Linked DNA regions of Sminthopsis crassicaudata: region 1 is linked to region 2. A link is a contact called in public Hi-C data. All regions are on one chromosome and are shown on one strand. The core of a region is the stretch at or near the end of the contact, and the rest is flanking DNA. Distances in the headings are between cores, read along the strand shown. Region 1 holds the start of EIF4E (eukaryotic translation initiation factor 4E). Region 2 holds the start of TSPAN5 (tetraspanin 5).

Region 1 (4,626 bases), core at 1,800-4,299, 280 kb after region 2:
AGAACACAACCCTGGGGTGGAGACTAGGAAAGTATTCCTCAACACGGAGAAAACTTGATACCTGGAAAGGAAAAAAGTTCTGAAGGAATTATTAAGATTTTAAATTATTTACTATAAGACTGATAGTTCAATTATCACTGAAGTGCTTTAGTGTCTCTGTTATATGGATTTAAAACTGCCACGTAGGGGCTTTAAGAGGTTTCAGCCAATAGGGCAGATGGCAAGCTCCACATTGTGACACAAGTTTCAATCTCCCTTTGGGGGGATAGGGGGAGAATGCAGTACATTTCCTACCCTAGATCAGTTTTCTCACAATCTAAAATGAGGCCTGATTGAAATAGATTTGGGAGGAGAGGGAGAGACTAAGATTGAGAAGGAACCGGCAAGAAATAAAAGACCCAATATTATAATAAGTTCCGCCCTCCCCAGCCCAAAAGGGCAAATTTCTCAATCCATCTGGACTCGGAGGAATCTAAGATTCCGTCCTCCTCACTCCTCCCAAGGCATGCGCAATGCGCAGAACGGGGGCCAAGGATGAATGAATGGAGGGCAGTCGAAATCCTGAAGCTTAAGCCGGCCCCGGCGGCACGTCAAGTAGGCCCAGTAAAGGCATCGACTGCCCCCCCCCTTCTCCATAGTTTCTCTGTGACAGCCCGGGCTTTAACGCTGGGGGGCAAAGATAATGTGTTACTGGGAGTCCCAGCTCTCACATTCTCCTTTCCCCCAAAAAGCTACTTTCGCGAAACGCGATTAGGAGCCGCTCCCCCTTCTGGCCCCCCCCCCCCCCCCAGTCCTTGGCCCCACGCGCCGCCAACCCCGGCCAGCGGCTCTCGCGCGCTCCCCGAGCCCTGGCGCCCGCCCCTTCTCCCGGCGGCCGGCGCGGTCCAGGCCATCCGCGCGTGCCGCCGCCCTCCCCACCAACCCCCGACACCTCGCGGATACCCAGCGCAAGCCCCGACAGCAGCTGGTGACCGGCTTCCCCGAAGCCTTGCCACCAACCTCCCCCTTCATCTCGACCCCCGTCACAAGCGAGCTTCATGCGCTCGCCCCTAGCCCGCCAACCCCGATTAGAGACCCGATCTCACCGCCGCCCCCCAGCTAGGGCCCCCAAGCCCCGCGTCCCACAACTTCCCCACCCGGGCCTTAGCCGTACCCCTCCCCCCCTCCGCCCATCCGGGCACCTCGCGCTCCCACCACCGCGGCCTCCCCGCCGCCCCTCCCCCACCTCTCCTCTCGTCTCGCCAGCCCCCACTAGAATGTGTGCGCTACACGCCGCCGCCGCCGCCGCCACCTCCCGGCGCCCCCAGCCGCCGCCGCCGCCACCAGGGGGTCAGCACCCGACAGAGGGGGAGGGGGTGGCGAGGATTTGCGTGCGCGCTGGGAGCGCCGTCCCGCGGAGTCTCCCGGGCCCCAGGGGAACCGGGCGCGGGGACCCGGTAGGGGGTGGGGGGGGGCCGAAGGCAACACTCACCGGTTCCACAGTCGCCATCTTAGATCGATCTGATCAGACAACCGCTCCTGAAGGGGGGGTGAGAGTAAAAAAATGAAATTCAAACCGGATTGGCCGGTCCCCCCCACGTGACGAACGTGTCCGTTTGGCCCGGGCAGCGCCTGCGCAAGGTGGCGGGTGCGTGGGTAACCGAGGGCTTCTGGGAAGTGGAGTCTTTTTTTTTTTTTTTTTTCCTCTCCCTTCCCTCCCCTCCCCTCCTCTCCAGTGAGGAGGAAGGCTGGGAAGAGAAGGGCTGATCACGTGGCTACGGAAACGGTGCGGCGCTGCGCTGCGGGCGGGTGAGTGGGGTTAGGAAGGTGAGGCAGGGGTGGGGCTCGGTCCGGCTGCGAAAATGAGACTGCTGCGGGAGGGGGTTTCCTCCGTCTTGCGTTCTTCCTCTGCCTCACAGCTGCCCGTGCGCCACCGGCCCCCGGCTCCCCCGGCTTCCCATCGTCCCCGTGGGCTCAGCTCACAGGAAGAAACCTCATTGGCTGGGCGCCTCTGCAAGGCTCCCTGGGGCCGCCTTCACTTGGAGTCGTTCGTTCCTCCCGCCACCCTGGTCCTCACTGCCGCCTTCATTCTCTTTTTTTATTTATTAGTGAACTGAAAGAAGCAGCGGGGACGTGCGGCCGGCGCGGCGCGGGGCGGGCGCGACTAGCGCCGGCGCCTCCCGGCCATGCCTGCGCGGGGGCGGGGACGACCTGCCCTGAGCGGGCTCTAGCAGCGGGGGCGGCAGTCGGGCTTCGGAGGCCCGTAGCTCGGTGCTCGCAGTCCGGCCGCGTCAGGCGCCTGAGGTCAGTCCCCCCCCCCGGAGCAGCACCCGGCGGCCCTGGTCACCCAGCGCCGGACTGACGGCCCGGGGTGGCGGGGCCTGGCTAACAATGACCCCGGACCTTGACTCACGCTCCTTCGGCGAGTGACTGCCTTGCAGGGACCTCCGCTTTTTCACCGCCTGTGGCCCAAAGATGACTTACCTCACAAGGGCGCGCGGCGGCCCGGCCGGTCCCAGCGGGTCCCAGGCTGTGAGGAGCCCCCGGCCGGAGAAATGCCGCTTCCGAGGAAGCAGCCGCGGCCTCTCGAGGAAGCGCCGGGGTCCTCGCCCCTGCTGCTTTGTCAAACTACCTGTTGGATTTTTTTTCCCTCTTTTTGTTGACTATGTAATCATGAATTTCCCTAATAATTAAAAAAAAAAAAAAGAGGTTTCAACGCCTAATCTCCCTCTCCCCCCAGGTAAGTTCACCTTCAGCAAAAGGTTACTTTCAGTGAAATAGATTGTGAGATTTTAAAGAATGTTAGCAACTTGAAATATGCCCACAACCCCAGGTTAATCTCTCATCCTTCATCCCCTCCCCTGGCTGGTAACTTTCGGTACCTATAATTTTCCAGGTTGGTGCTATTGCACATGGTCTGTTTATTAATAAAACAGGCACAGAAAAAGAAATCTAATGTGCTATCAAGAGGGCCTTTTGAGGAACAACCCTCCTCACCACTATTTCCCATGATTTTAAGAATATAGTCTCAGAAAATTATAAACTATAGTATATACCTGTCTGCTGTTACTGAAGCTGATGTCCAAGGCTGTGTCATATTACCTATTGTTGAGTGCATAATGGAAGTTGAATTGGCTTACACATAATTGGGGCTTTCCATGAGCCCCAAAGTCATAATCTTTTAATATATAGATTGACCTTGAGTGTCAGAGATAATATATCGAGCTTCCACTTTGTATAGATATATTTCACAAAGGTTGTGAGAAAATAAAAAGATTATTGTTGGTATGAGATACAATTCTTGTTTAAAATGTTCAAAGCAGTAACTTGATTTTAACTGATGCTTTCTTTTTGATAGTATCAAACTATCTTCTTGCAAAACACATAAGGCTATTTTTCATAATACCAGACTTTATTATAGGAACCAGAGGAAGAGTCTGAAGCAAAAATGGAAATTTTCTACTGCCCGAAAAATTTAACTCAGTTCATGTAATAAAGCTTTTTACAAAGACTTTGGTGTTAATCATATCCTTTATTGAATCCAGATCCTCTTTCCATTGGGGAAGGGGCGGGGCTCGGCTCACATTTCTTGACAAAAAGATCAGTTTCTAGTCACTACACCATCTTCCTGGTATTTATGTCTATAGCAAGCTCTTTACAACTGGATTTATTGAATTTGAGTGTTTTCTTGAATGTATTTTTAGTTTTGTATTTAGTATATTAAAAGTAATTTCAGTGTATTATAAAGTTTGTCAAAAAGCAGTTGATACCTGTTCCTTTTGTTCCCATTGTAGCATCTTATCTCAGAAAGATTGGCTATTAAATACATATGTTGATTTATCAATTCTTTTTTGATAACCTCCAGACAAAACCAAGGTCATAAAAGGTTATATTCCTAGTTACCTTGACTTAACTGTTTACAGTTTGATGGACTGTATCTGCTACTGTGTTGCTCTTTAAACATACTGCTTATTTTAGAAGTAATTTCCAAAAATTTCCTAAGGGAATATCTTGCATTTCTTACTAAATCTCATTTCCTCAGTTACTCAGATAACTGAGTCCTCTTATATAATAGTTGTGAACAATTTCAGAAACATAAAAGAGCAGTTAGAATGTTGAAGCTGAAAGGAACCTACGATCATTTGCCTAGCTCAGTTTCCTAAATTATTTCAAGCATCTTAAAATTCATCTAGAAGGAAGAGTGACCCCAGAGAGTCATCATAGCATCATCAAAAACAGGTCATGCCAAACTAAGCTCATTTCCTATTTTTAAATCAAGTTTATTAAGCTATTAAAATGGTAGCTATAGTTTATGTAGGTTTTAACAAAGGATTTGGCCTGCTATTCTTATGGAAAAGATGGAGAGAGATGTAACCATATGACAAAATGAAGAATTTATAGATGGTTAATAGCTGAACCCAAGGAGTCAGCATTAATGGCTTTATGTCATTTTAGGAGGAAATCTTCAGTGTTATCCCCCAAGAATTTCATCAGCAGGTTGGCATATTTGTCAAACAAATGGCTGACCCAGAGATGGTAGGAATAGTTAATTGGGACTGGATGTTAATCAGTATTCCAAAAAACTTGGATGGGCTAGAACACTGGGTTGAATCTTAATAAATGTGAAGTCTAATATGGGTAGAAAAA
Region 2 (4,617 bases), core at 1,063-3,562:
CCCAAAACAAATTGCACCCACATATACAATTCTGCCTAAAGTCCAGATGGGTAGCTTAATTTCAACCCCGCAAATATGAATTCTTTCATTCAAAGTCCAAAACAAGGAAAGCACCATTATTGATTACACACTTTTAAAGCACAGAGGGAACAGTACGCCACTCTCCTGCCTCCCCACTCCCCAAAAATTTTGAAGACGCTTCCTATAGTATTAGATCAACTGTCTTAACTGGCTACTACCCAACTACCCAAATTCTGTCCAGAAAACAGACTCCAAATCCCAATATTTCCATTTTTTATCCTTTGCTATGAGACCAAAATAAAGGCCTAATAGACCCTTCCTGTTTCTTGGTAGCTGAATTTTATTGGATTATATATTATATTGTCTGTGTTCAAAACAAGACAAGATTATCAGCTCATGCTACCAGCCTGGGTCCAGTCCCCAGCAATTAAAACTATGTCCAAAAAAGTCATTATCGATACCTTTAGAACAACTCAGACAGAAAACTGAATAGTGTGAGGGAAAGAAAAAGGGCGAAAGAGGGAAACATGTTTCTTCCCATGAAAAATAAGCCTACTTTAAGTTCGAAGCTTGGTGGTAATCCCAGAAAATAGGAGATTGTTTGACAAGAACACCAGTTATGTGCAATCAATCACCCACAAAAGCAGTACTGGACTGTTTATTATATTTATTCACCCATCCTCCTAATCTTATTCATCAGTCCTGAGGGCAGATGGCAAGATGGTACAGAAAGTGTTCTCCAATCCTGTTTCACTCTGCAAAACATGTGTTCTCAATGCGACACATGTAAAAAAGAAAACAGGTTTTTTTAAATGAAATTTAAAATTAGGAAAAGACAACAAAGGAAATAGCAGTAAAGAATTCTGAAAACATTTCTCAAGGATTGATATTTGCTCCTGTGAATATTAAAAAAAAAATGTGAGACTGAACGGATGCTCATGTTTGGATTCTTTGGGCTTGATTTAATCATTCTACATCATCTCCTTTTTAGGGGGACTTTTAAACTTGCACTCAGCAACAACTTGCTGGAAAACCCCCGAGCCACCATTTTTACTTTTCCTCGTGGGGGAGTGGGTGAAGTGCAGAAAGGAGGTAAGGGGGGGAAGAAATGAAACACCTGTGTCTCCCAGGTCCGGAGAAACTCTTTGTCTGATTGCTGAGAAGCATTAGTGAGCTCAGAAAAAAAAAAAAAAAAAAAAAAAAAAACAGACATCATTCCATTATTTAACATTGCGGAGGTTTAAAAACAAAGACGCGAAATGGCATTCAAGCTTTTGCTTTATTTCTCAATCTAGCACACCTCCTGGTTTACATTTCTTCGTCCAGCCAAAATAACAAACAAAAAAAAAAAAAAAAAAACACTTTAACTCATCACTCAGAGAAAGACGAAAGACACGAGGCTAAGAATAGAGGAACTAGACTGAGATCCATGTTGATGATTACTAGTTATTGTTCTGACAATGACAGATACAAAAATAAATCTTCCCCACCATCCACGCCCACAAACGGGCCCTTATGCAAAATGCTTTTCGGAACGAGACTTGGAAGGAATGCGCTGGAAGTGTTGTTATGTACATATCGCATCCCGTGCACTCCGAACCACGCCAGCCGCATCACCCATACACAAAAGCCCGTGATGGAGCAGGCAGATAGCCTCCGGAACGTACGGCAGAAGAGCCGCGGTCCAATCACCTCCCTCTCACAAAGGTGGGCTTCGGGGAGGCTGCTTTGCATGGCTAAGCTGCCCTGTTCTCACCCCAGCCACGCACACCATCGGTGTCCCATGGGAACAAATCTATTCCGTGTCGCGGCTCATTGTCCCGAACTGCCGAAGCCTTGATCTCATTTTATCCCAACAATAGCTCCCTCTCCTCCCTTCCCAGGGACCATCCGAGGCCTGGGAGCTGCCTTGGCATCTCAGTTTTCTTAGTTCTTTCTTCCCCATCCCCCGCCCCCCACCTACAAAGGAATAAATGCAGCCTCCTCACTCGGAGCAGTTAGGAGACGCTAGGGGCCGGGGCGCCTCTTCTCGCTTCGGGGAAGAGGAGGAGAGAGCCCGGGGGTTTGGGGAAAAGTAAAAAAGCACTCGGGGCAACCGCCGAGAATAAAATCGCCGCCACCGCGCCGCGAGGATAACAACAACCGCGACACAACTTACCCAGAAAATAACATTGAAACCGAATATGAAATATTTGATGCAACAACTGACTTCAGGACCTTTGTAGTGCTTCCCGGACATCCTCTGGGTTCATGAAGGCACTTTCCTGGGCAGCCAGAGTTCGGAGCCCTCCGAGCACCCCGACGCGACCGCGAGCTCCCCACACCGGGGCCGGCTGCAGCCCCCGACGCGACCGCTTCGGCTCGAAAGCGGCGGCGGCGGCGGGCTCGGCTGCCGCAGGAGGAGGAGGAGGCGGCGGCAGCGGCGGGAGGACGGTGACCGAGCTGGGCGCCGAGGAGCGGACTCGGAGCGCGGGGCTGCACTGCTCGGGGCTGACGGTCTCCCCCGCTCTTCAGCCCGCCTCTCTCCCGCACCGAGGCCCCGGCTGCCGCGCTGAGCCTCCGCGGTGGCGGCGGCGAGCACACCGACAGAGGGCTCGGATCTCGGGCTCCCCGGCGAGCCGTCCGGCCCCTGCCCCCGGCTCTGCAGCTGCTGCCGCTGCGGCTCCCTCTCCGAGGGGCGCACGGCGTCCCGCGGCTGGCTGTCTGTCCGTCAGGCCGGCGCTGCTGCCTGCCCGCGGCTAAGGGATGCTGCGTGGGAACCGGCTCGCCCGCGCTCGCCCTTCCTCCGAGAGGAGCGGCCAGGGGACCCAGGGAGACCCGCGCGCGCGCGCATACACTCCCGCATCCACACACAAGCACCGGAGAGCACCCGAGCCCCTTTGACACAATAACGTGTCCTCCTCCTCCTCCTCCTCCGTGCTGCGGCCTCCCACCGCCGCCTGGGCCCTCCCTCCCGCGGCCTTTCTCCCCGCCCCTCGGAGGAGGGAGGTGGGGCTGGGGCGGGGCGGACGGACCCTATCTCCCTACGATCGGGGCTGCTGAGAGAGCCGAGGGGGGCTGGGGAACTCCGCGGAGGCCGCCGGCCTTTCCGATGGAGACTGGCGGCGTCCGCGCTCCTGCCCCAGCACAGCCCAAGGGGGAGGAGGGGTGGGCGCCGGGGCTCCCCTGCGGTCACCTTTGCAAACGGTGCGCGCTCACACACACATCAGTACACATACATTGGCTCGCTCGCCCCGCGCACCGCCCCCTGCTCTAGCCGCCGCTCTAGTCCTGCGGGGCGAGATGCACGCGGAGGTGGCCGCTCGGGCCGGGCCGGGAGGGAGCAGTGCTGCAATGGCAGGGGAGCCCCGGCCCCGAAGGTCCGTGCGCTATGTACTGGGTGTAGAACTTTGAGTAAGTTGCTTGAGCCTTGTAGGCCTCATCCCAAAAGGAGAGGCAAAGACTAAGTGTCCCTTTCACTTCTCCTTCAGGAGGTGTAAGTACGGGTGGACTTCGCGTGAAAGGCGACGGGGGCGGCTGGAAGGGGGGAGGGGAAGGAGACAAAATCCGAGACACAAAGACCGTTTGCTTCGCTCAGAAGGAAGCAGGCTTCCAGAGGAAAGAGTTGTCCATTTAGGAAACAAAGATAACCAACTGATTTTCTCCTGGGAGACTTCAACCTATTACCTGGGGGAAAAAATGATCCGGGTCCGAGAAAATTACCTGCATTGGAGAGCTGGCCCAATGGAGAAATAAGGAACTGGGGTGGGGGTGGGGACGAGGTGCGGATTCTGGCTGGGTTTGGCACGTTGGCAACATTAGGAACAAAAGACTCTGTAGAGGGCACCAGAAGTCTTAATGATTCTTGATGGTTTTAAAGGAAGTGGCCCATTTCCTGAACTTGGGGTGGCCTCCCTGAGAATGGGCCCAGTTACAGTCTTCAAAGGAATCTGGTGTGTCACCGGGAAACCCTGACCATTCCGAGGTTTACTCTCCCGCAGGAAGAGAGTGGGCTGGAAAGTGTCTCTCGGGGTTGCAAAGGTCCCAGGTCAGAAATCAAGTAACAGACCACTCCAGTCCTCAACATGGAGCAATGTGGCCTGGTGAAAAGGACACTGGTCTTGGAGTCAGGAAGACCTGAGTTCAAATCCTGTCTGTGTGACCATAAATAGGCTAGTCACTATCCCTCTGGCCTAGTTCCCTCGTCTGTAAATTAAGGGCATTGGGACTAGAGGAGCTTTAAGGTCTTTCCCAGTTCTCAACCTATCATTTCATGTGAACTATTCTCATCTAAAATCCTTTAGGAAAGGGGAGAGGGCGGTTGGGAAGACCTTCCAGCTGCTGGAAAGTTGAATGAAAAATTAAGGGGCTCAAAAAACAGCATTGGAGTAACATCCTATTACATCCACCTTCCTCCCCAATTTAAGTCCTTTTACATTCATTGACACAGACTGCATTCTATACCTTAGAGAACAAAGATGCTGGACAAGGCAGTTCTCAAAAGAAAAACCAACCCCAAGTTATACAATTAGAGCTGGAAAGAAGCTTGAGGCCATTTGGACCGACCCCTGCATTTTACAGAAGAGGAAATTGAGGCCACAGAGACTGAATGACTTG

What was found. Hi-C and Micro-C count contacts between places; a contact is called where the count stands out from the background.
Region 1: a Hi-C map of hippocampus shows a contact between it and region 2, with 3 times the contacts expected there. The contact joins the promoter of EIF4E here to the promoter of TSPAN5 in region 2. A contact is called at or near these places in 2 of 2 Hi-C or Micro-C datasets (fibroblasts and hippocampus).

Annotation. Positions count from the first base shown.
Region 1 is chr6:146,899,971-146,904,596 of ASM4859323v1, forward strand. It overlaps EIF4E (eukaryotic translation initiation factor 4E), which reads right to left and starts at 3,050. Exons shown (of 9, transcript XM_074275427.1): 1 at 3,036-3,050; 2 at 2,464-2,662; 3 at 1,472-1,518. The coding sequence starts at 1,489. It overlaps LOC141547080 (a long non-coding RNA gene), which reads left to right and starts at 2,615. Exons shown (of 2, transcript XR_012483500.1): 1 at 2,615-2,719; 2 at 3,401-3,488.
Region 2 is chr6:146,624,817-146,629,433 of ASM4859323v1, forward strand. TSPAN5 (tetraspanin 5) reads right to left here and starts at 2,313. Exons shown (of 8, transcript XM_074273059.1): 1 at 2,180-2,313. The coding sequence starts at 2,260.